3 separate regions of the Mus musculus genome follow, and regions 1 and 2 are each linked to region 3. The links are chromatin contacts, called in public HiCAR-type and promoter capture Hi-C maps. All regions are on one chromosome and are shown on one strand. Each heading gives the region's core, a stretch centred on a gene start, on an enhancer-like site or on the middle of the called end of the contact. The rest is flanking DNA. Distances are from core to core; before and after follow the strand shown. Region 1 holds the start of Spast (spastin). Region 2 holds the start of Slc30a6 (solute carrier family 30 (zinc transporter), member 6). Region 3 holds the start of Smchd1 (SMC hinge domain containing 1).

The links. Promoter capture Hi-C pulls out the DNA fragments that hold promoters and counts their contacts. HiCAR-type assays count read pairs that join an accessible place to other places.
Region 1: a promoter capture Hi-C map of embryonic stem cells shows a contact between it and region 3, with 5 times the contacts expected there. The contact joins the promoter of Spast here to the promoter of Smchd1 in region 3.
Region 2: a HiCAR-type map of astrocytes shows a contact between it and region 3, with 8 times the contacts expected there. The contact joins the promoter of Slc30a6 here to the promoter of Smchd1 in region 3. A contact is called at or near these places in 1 of 39 promoter capture datasets (embryonic stem cells), 1 of 115 datasets of contacts at active chromatin or transcription factors (astrocytes) and 1 of 9 other capture datasets (adipose tissue).

What each region holds. Positions count from the first base shown.
Region 1 is chr17:74,337,727-74,340,538 of GRCm38.p6, forward strand. Spast (spastin) reads left to right here and starts at 1,261. Exons shown (of 17, transcript NM_001162870.1): 1 at 1,261-1,719. The coding sequence starts at 1,311.
Region 2 is chr17:74,394,188-74,396,887 of GRCm38.p6, forward strand. It overlaps Slc30a6 (solute carrier family 30 (zinc transporter), member 6), which reads left to right and starts at 1,421. Exons shown (of 14, transcript NM_144798.6): 1 at 1,421-1,481. The coding sequence starts at 1,479.
Region 3 is chr17:71,473,910-71,476,680 of GRCm38.p6, forward strand. It overlaps Smchd1 (SMC hinge domain containing 1), which reads right to left and starts at 1,434. Exons shown (of 48, transcript NM_028887.4): 1 at 1,070-1,434. The coding sequence starts at 1,255.

The DNA of each region.
Region 1 (2,812 bases), core at 11-2,510, 2.9 Mb after region 3:
TTATTGGATAGGCAATATAGTCTAGGAATCCAAAAACTCTGGGAATACAGATGGCATCGACTGGCTCTTAGAGCTTTTGATTTCAACTAACTTCTATTTCCAGATGCCAGTTCGCAGGAGTCTGACTGGCCCACGGTTTGTTTTCCTCTATGTGATCCAGGATCTGTAGAACAACTGCTGATCATTAGAATATGGGAAATATTGAGTAGATAGATAGTCTACCAAAGGAAGAAATGGTGAAGACATATACACACATCCACGTGCACACACAGATAGTATGGATTCTACCAAGTATGGTAACTAGGCAAAACCCAAGAATGACTGCATTCACATAACTAATCCTGAGATAACACAAACGTGTAATAGGTTAGTTGAAAGTAGGGTTCGTGGTCCTCGTGGTAATAAAGTTTTCCCTTTAGGATGTCTTGAACTTTGTCTCTGCAACTTGTTTCCCTCTCAGCTAACATACCCAAATTGCTACACACTGCCTCTGATACGAAACTCAGATCAGCCATCCTTTGCAAAAGACCTATTGGCTCAACCAGCAGAAAACAAAGATATATAAAGCAATAGGAGTGATGATGCACACCTGTAATCCTAGTTTTGGGGAGACGGAGGCAGAAAGATCAGGAGTTGAAGGCCTCCTTCCTCAGCTACAAGAGGAGTTGGAGGTCAGCATCTCACACAAAGGCAAACAACCGCACTGCGAGACAGCAGACCTGAGCACTAGTAAAGCCACTCAAACGCTGTTAACCCCCATTTAAAAATTTATTATCAAAGCTCCCTATTCCGATTCTTCAAAAGTCGAAGAACCTGCGGAGCGACGAACCCCTGGGACCATCGCAAGCCGAACCGCGCCTACAGAACTGAGGTTCCCAGAGAAAGGGGCATAGCAGGGGCGTGGGGGGTAGGAGGATGCCGCACATGCGCACAAGCTCCCAGGTCAACAAAGACGGCGGCGTACGCGCGCGCACCAGAGCCATTCACCGAGGACGTGCGCGTGCCCGGCCGCCGCAGCGAGGTGCCAGCGGCCCAGGGGACAGAAGGAAAGGAGGGGCAGGAGCCACCGGCCGCGGCGGGAGGAGGAGGAGGAGGAGGAGGAGACGGGGTTGTGCTCCTGGGCAGCTGAGGAGCGAGGGGCGGGGCCGGCGAGCGGCGCGTGCAGGTGCCAGGCTCCCGGGCTCCGGCTGGCGCGCGAGCGGCTCCGTGGGCCCCCGCCGCCGCAGTGGCAGTGGCCGCCGCCGCCGCCGCTTGGTCGCCGTCGGTCTGCGGGAAGCGGGTTATGGCGGCGGCGGCAGTGGGAGCTGTGAATGAGTTCTCCGGCCGGACGACGGAAGAAGAAAGGCTCGGGCGGCGCGAGCCCGGCGCCCGCCAGGCCTCCGCCCCCCGCCGCGGTCCCCGCCCCTGCCGCCGGCCCGGCCCCTGCGGCCGGCTCGCCGCCTAAGCGGAACCCGTCTTCTTTCTCGTCCCCGCTGGTCGTCGGCTTCGCCCTGCTGCGCCTGCTGGCCTGCCACCTGGGGCTCCTCTTCGCGTGGCTCTGCCAGCGCTTCTCCCGCGCCCTCATGGCCGCCAAGAGGAGCTCCGGGACCGCGCCGGCGCCCGCCTCGCCCTCGCCCCCAGAGCCCGGACCGGGTGGCGAGGCCGAGAGCGTCCGCGTCTTCCACAAGCAGGCCTTCGAGTACATCTCCATTGCCCTGCGCATCGACGAGGAAGAGAAAGGTACTACTGGGGGGCTGGAGGGAGGCCGGCGGGCTGGCCGGGGCGGGCGGCCCTGGGAGGACGCCACTTGCGTCCCTTTCCTGCACCCCCGGAGTTGATCTGCCTCGGGAGTCCGAGTCCCCACAGGCCAGATCCTGCTGTGCGACGCCTAGTTAGTTGATCCTCACCCCTTTCAGGGCGCCCTGACTCGACTTTGTTTCAGCACCCCCACACTTGTGCATGACCCAAGTCCCCGTGAGACACCCAGGCGTGCTGGTGACAGTGACAGTTGGCCTAGAGTGACCGACCACACGGGATTCTTTCTAACACTGTAAACAGTGTTGCTTTCTCTGAGCTGGGCTTCCAAAAGGTTTTGGTATCGAAACAGCTGTGTATAAACTTCATTGAGAAGGGTTCTGTAGTGTTTGGAGAGGAAAAAAAAAAGGGGGGGGTTGACTTGGATTTGAAAGGAGTAGTAGCTCCTTATACTTAGAGCCGGATTTGCCATATTCTGAAGTTTCATGAATTATTTTTACCAATATAGTGAGTCTTGAAGATTTCTTTTTTATTGAGCTGTATTTCAACCGCTAGTTGCTTTAGTTTTTACTATTTTGTTATTTTTATTTTATTCCAAGGCACTCTCGAGTTTCTAAATTTTAATGTTAAAAATATTAAATGAATGAGTTGGGTAAACAGGCATATATCATTCTACCATAGAAGATAAAACAAACGCTCCTGCCTCGCAGTGAAGGCAGGAATACTGCATACTTCAGGTTTCCTTCAAGCAACATCTTTTCTTCGCCTTTCTGTGTGGCAGGCATTGTCAATTCATTTTGCATGTGTCTTTGATCCTCACAATAATTCTGAGGTCAGAGTACTATCAGTACAGGTCTTTTACAGATGAAATTACTACTTACAAGATGGAAACAGGTGACCCCAAATCTATGCTAATCGTTAATTGAAAACTTGTGTGGGAAATGCTAAGTGGGGTTTAGAAAGCCTTATGTCTCTTATTGTCACCCACAGTAGCAGACACAGGAGAAGAGTAGTTTGTGCTTGTGAGAGCAAGCTTTTTGTGCTTAGCTCTTCAGTACTTTTTGGGAGCATAGAGTGA
Region 2 (2,700 bases), core at 171-2,670, 2.9 Mb after region 3:
CTGCAAATACAATCTTTATAGGCTACAATGACTGTGCAAGAAAGAAACTGTAGAGATTTAAAACTCTGTTATGGGATAAAGCCAAGTATTTTCAGTTCAAAGTCAGCTATTCTGAGTTCCACACTAGCTTATGAAACATATAAGACTTAAGGCATGCTTCAGATTTTTAAAAATATTTTATTCTTGGACAGTTTCCTGGTATATAATAAATTTTAGTCCTTGTCTCACCCTTCCTTCTCCCCCACCCCCCACCCCCGAAAGTATTCTCCCTAAGAAATCCCTCTCTTATTGTTCTGTCTTTTTGGTACTTTACGTAGTGAAGTGTGACTTGAATTCAGTGTCCTGCCACAGCTTCCCAAGACAGGCACCATATACAAAACAGTGGACTCCAGCTACAAGTGCTTATTTTTTCCTTAAATTTGAGATGCTCTCACTAACTGGGGAGGCTGACAGTGACCTACTCTAAACCCCAAGTATGCTTGAACTGAATATTTCTACCTCAGCTACCAAATCTATAGGGTTACAGGTTTGCACCCAGTTTAGGCAATTGAACCCTTGTGTGTCATGCCTAAGGGCTCTACCACCTGGTGGTGGTGTCAGATCCTCTTAAACTGCAGTAGCCACTTGGATGACTGGAGTCAGGAAAAGCCATCACCTCTTTTCATTCATTCATTCATTCATTCATTCACTCACTCACTCACTCACTCACTCACTCACTCACTCGTTCGTTTTGGTTTTGAGACAGTTTTGCTGTGTAGTGTAGTCTTCCTGCCTCAGCCTCCAGCGTTAGAATAGTACGCAGGCGATGCTGCACCCTGACCGGTGACGTGCACCAGTAAAGTGCTCGTGGAGGCCAGAGAACAACCTTATACTTAAGGTTGACGTTCACCTGGGTTTTTGAAATCGAGTCACTAAGGATATGCCTGCCTCTGCTTTCCTGAGTGCTGAGATCAAACAGGTGTGGCCATCGTGACGGCGTAGGTTCTTGTGATTTAACTCGAATCCTTGTGTTCTTAAGCCAAGCGTTTTCTGCGACATTATTTTTAATGAAACAGTTGGGAATTTGATAAATGTATTTTTAACATAGGCTGAGTCTACCTCGAGGAGCCTGACCTCGAAATCAGCGAGACTTGCCCGGCCTTACTGTGACATTTCTTAATGTTCCTGCTTCTTCATTTTTAAAACAGGAGTATAAACTGTAATAAACTCACACTCTGGTAGAAGACTTTGAACAGACCTCAAAGTTCCTCCCAAGGTGATAAATGCCCACCCTTTCCCTGGGCGAGCAGCCCCGCCCAGAGCAGCTCTAATCCGCCCACTTCCCAGGCGGCGGAGAACAAAAAGACGGCGACCTAGGGTACATGCGCAGTCCCGCCCCCTCGCCCTGCAACCAATCGGATTCTGAAGGCCCGCCCCTTCCGCTTGAGAAATGCGACTTCTCAGAGCGTCTTCCGGCGGGAGCTGTACGGCTCCTTACCATGGTGAGTTGGCCGTGGGGTGTGCGGGATTCTTGCGGGATGTTTCCCTCCTGCTTCCTCGCTCGAGCGCCCTGCTGTACCGCAGCTGCTCGGAACCGCGTGGTCGGGCCTGCGCTGGGGTTCCCAGCGCTCGGGTTCTTGAAGGGTTCCTGCTCTGTGCCTCTACAGCTGGGAAATGCCAGATTTGCCTAATGTTAAAATTAAAGCTTCCTCTGAGAACAAGTGAACGCCATCAGCGACTTGAGGCTTGCGTGGGGCTTTCTAGGGCGTGTTCACTCGTTTGCTTTTCAGTGTTTGAATAGCTCGGCACTGAGCAGCGGCTACAGAAAGGGTTAGTGGAGCAGCTCGGGAAAGGTTCTAGTATACGCTATGGTTGTTGGAATGTCAGGTTTTTCCTAAAAATTATTGAGTTAATTATTAAGCTGAGTGTTTTGGCACATGCCTTTGGCCTACAACTCAGGAAACTGAGGCAGGAGGATTGCACTTCGAAGTTCACCCTGAGTTAAATAGAGACTCTGACCCGAAAAAAAAAAACAAAAAAACCCCATAATCTAAAACCAAACAACAAAACGCGTAAGTCAAACATAATTATCTCAGTATTCTGTAAAGGTGAACGGGTGGTTGCGTTTTCAGATGTCAGAGTGCTGACCGCCCTTTGAAACGATCACAAAAACTCATTGAGCCCTTACTGGTAACTTACATACGACAATGACATATTTGTGTTCTTACTGTTGCCACCATAAAGTTTCCTTCTTTGGAGGCCAGCCTGGTCTACAAAGTGAGTTCCAGGACAGCCAGGGCTATACAGAGAAACCCTGTCTCGAAAAAAACGAAAAACCAAAACATTAAAATATTATATATTAAAATGTCTAATGAAGATCTGTAAAAGAATTCACCGTATTCTTTTAAATTGTGTGGTTATGTGCACGTGGGTGCAGCTGTGGGAGAAAGCCAGAGACATTAGATCCCTGGAGCTGGAGTTACAGGGAGCTGTGAGCAGATGTGGATGCTAGGAGTCAAGCTTAGGTCCTCTGGAAGAACAGCCTGTGTTCTCAAGTACTGAGCCATCTCTCTGGTTCCCAGATTTTTTTTTTTTTTTAAATTTTGTGTATGGATGTTTGTCTGCCTGTTTCTTGGTGCACAAAGTACGTGTCTGGTGCCCGGGGAAGTAAAATGAGGGTGTTGAATCTCCTGGGAGTGGAGTTACAGACAACTGTGAGTG
Region 3 (2,771 bases), core at 184-2,683:
CTAGAATAATTGGGGTGGGGGGGCACCACACCATAGGGAACTGTATTAAAGGATCACAACATTAGGAAAGCTGAGAATCAGTGTCCTAAACTAGGTTTTCTGGAAGGAAAACACTGTTTAAAACACTGTTTTATTGCCATATTCTTCTTTTAAAAGTTCAGAGCCCAGAACGGTGGCACTTGGGTCTGTGACTACCAACACTGGACAGCAAAGGCGGATAAAGTTCGAGGCCAACCTGGTCAACAGAGACTTCTAGGCTAGCCTGAGCTACACAGCAAGACCTCAAAACAAAACCCCGCAATACCCCTCCCCCAACATACTCAAGCTCAGGCAACAGTAAGAACAACAACAACCTATAAAGCATCTCACAGTATAAAGCACGTCTTGCTACGTAGTCATTCTTTTTTTTTTCCCCCCAAGCAGGTATACTCGTTCTTTGTTGTCCGCATGGTCACTTAGAGCTAGTTCAGGAACTCCCAAGGAAGTTGGAGCTCAGAGAACCAGGACAGCTCCTAATACTAACCTAACTTAGTATTACTCTGTAGAAGAATCCTGCTGGGACGGACCAGGCAAACCTTTCTGACAAGACAAGCCGGTAAAAGACTCCCTCCATCACCTCCCTGAACCTGAGGTACCCGGACTCCTGGAATCTCACCCCCCCACCACCACCAAACAGCGCAACCCTCGCAACACTGACTGTCCAGTGGATGCAACTCTGCATCTTCTGAAGTTACAAACTAGGACAAACACAGGTGCTTCTCCGACAGGAGGATGCACTAACTACTCTGCAACCATAAAGCAGTAACTAAACCTATAAGCGCCCACTAACTTGGAAGTCCCGAACGCTAGACCAGCACGGGCCCACGGAGGGGCGTGATCCCATCCTTCTTGGCCAAAGCCAGGCCGGCCGGGACATCCAACCAGGGATCATCCGCAACGTGGGCACCCGGCAGAGGCCAAGGCCGCAAGATCCCGGCCATCTGACAAGTTTATGGCGGTGACCCACCCAGGCTTCAGGCCACCTACCCTCACCTCCTCGCGAGCATCCCTCCAGCGCCCCGGGACGTACCTGACACACAGAAGCGCGGAACCCCGCGTAGTCCGCGTGCTCCGAGACCTGCAGTGCGCGATCCCCTAGCTCCGAGTCCTTCCCGCGCCGGTCAAACAAGTACACCGTCCTACAGCCGTCGACGGCGCCATCTCTCCCAGATCCCTCCGAGAGGCCGGCGGGATCGCTGGCGCCCTCCGCTGCCATGTTGAGGGAGAAAAAAAGAGAAGGCCCTGCGGCTCTCGGGCGCGCTTCCCGGAGACACCGACCCCGCGCGTGCCCTCGGCTCCAGCCGCCGCGGCTCCGAGCCTCAGCGGGCCGCGCAGCACCGACTGTGGGCAGCGGCCGGGAAGTAACCCGGGAACCGATTCAAACGCGCTTCTGCCGGGGTGCCGTACGTCACTTCCGCGACCCGCGAACACAGGGACGCGCTGAGCGCGCCTCAGAGCCCGCCAGCTACGTACGCCGCCGCCCACCAAGCCTCCTTCCGTGACCTGAGAGCGGGCCGCCGCCGTGGCTGCTGCGCAGGAGGAAGAGGACGGCGGACGGAGACCCGGCTAGTCCAGCAGGCCGTGGGGCGGGGCGGGGCTGGCCAAGGTGGGGCGGGGCTTCGCGCCCAGGCCACGCCCCCGGGCTCCTGCGGACCGCGGGGACTGGGGACGGCCTGGAAGCTGGCTTCCAGCGCCTTAGGGGCCTTCGCGGGGGGAGGTGGGGGGGGGCGCAACTCGCAAGCGTGTCGCCCCAGGGTCTATGCAGGCTCCCGCTGCAGGGCCCTGGCGCCTTCCCCCTAGCCATGCGGTCTCCAGGGCGCTACCAAGTCGGGCGGACGCGGCGGCTGGAAGCTTGCACCACCTGGGTCCCGGTGCGGTGGACACTAGCTAAAACACCGGGCACCGCTCTGCTTGCACGCTTCCTTCGCCGTCGTGGGTGGGTTCTACTGTGGGACAATGAGACAAAAGCTCGGCCTCGAGGAAGAGCGGGTCTCTGACGTCACGAGGCCGCGATGCGCGCCCCCGGGTTAGCCAGGCTCTGAGGCTTTAGGCGGCTGGGAGTCTTGGGATAATACCTAACCTACTCACCGAGGTTGAGTCAGCTTCTAAGCGTGCAATGTGTAAGACAGCCTCCTCGAAAACTTGAGCATAAAACTTTATATGCTCCAGTACGGGGGAATGTCAGGGCTAAGAAGCAGGAGTGGGTGGGTAGGGGAGCAGGGTGGAGGGAGGGCATAGGGAACTTTCGGGATAGCATTTGAAATGTATATAAAGAAAATATCCAATAATAAATAAATAAAAAAGAAAACTTGAGCATAATTATTGGGGGATGCGCTTCTGACTCTACAGATAGCAAGGAATGGGGGGGGGCGGGTAACCTTGCCAGATGCTTGCTCTCTGATTCTTAAAACCTGGATGCTTTGTACTTGAGAGAAACGTGTAAATTAATGAAACCCATTAATTAATTGAGTTCTTTTATGTGTCTAGAAGTTGGATCAGATTTAAGGGTGCTGTTTTACTAGGTTCGCAGGAGCCTTAATGATCAATGGTAAAGCTAGACTCAAAGTCAATGCACCTTGGAAACAGACCGGGTTGTTGGCACCAAGGACAGTTGGCCAGACATACAAAAGTGTGAAGGTTTGCGTAGAGCGGCATAAATAGTATGACTGGAAGAAGAGAAAATGAAACAGTAGGTGAGGTAGGTGAAGTTGTGACCAAAAGCTGGTCATGTT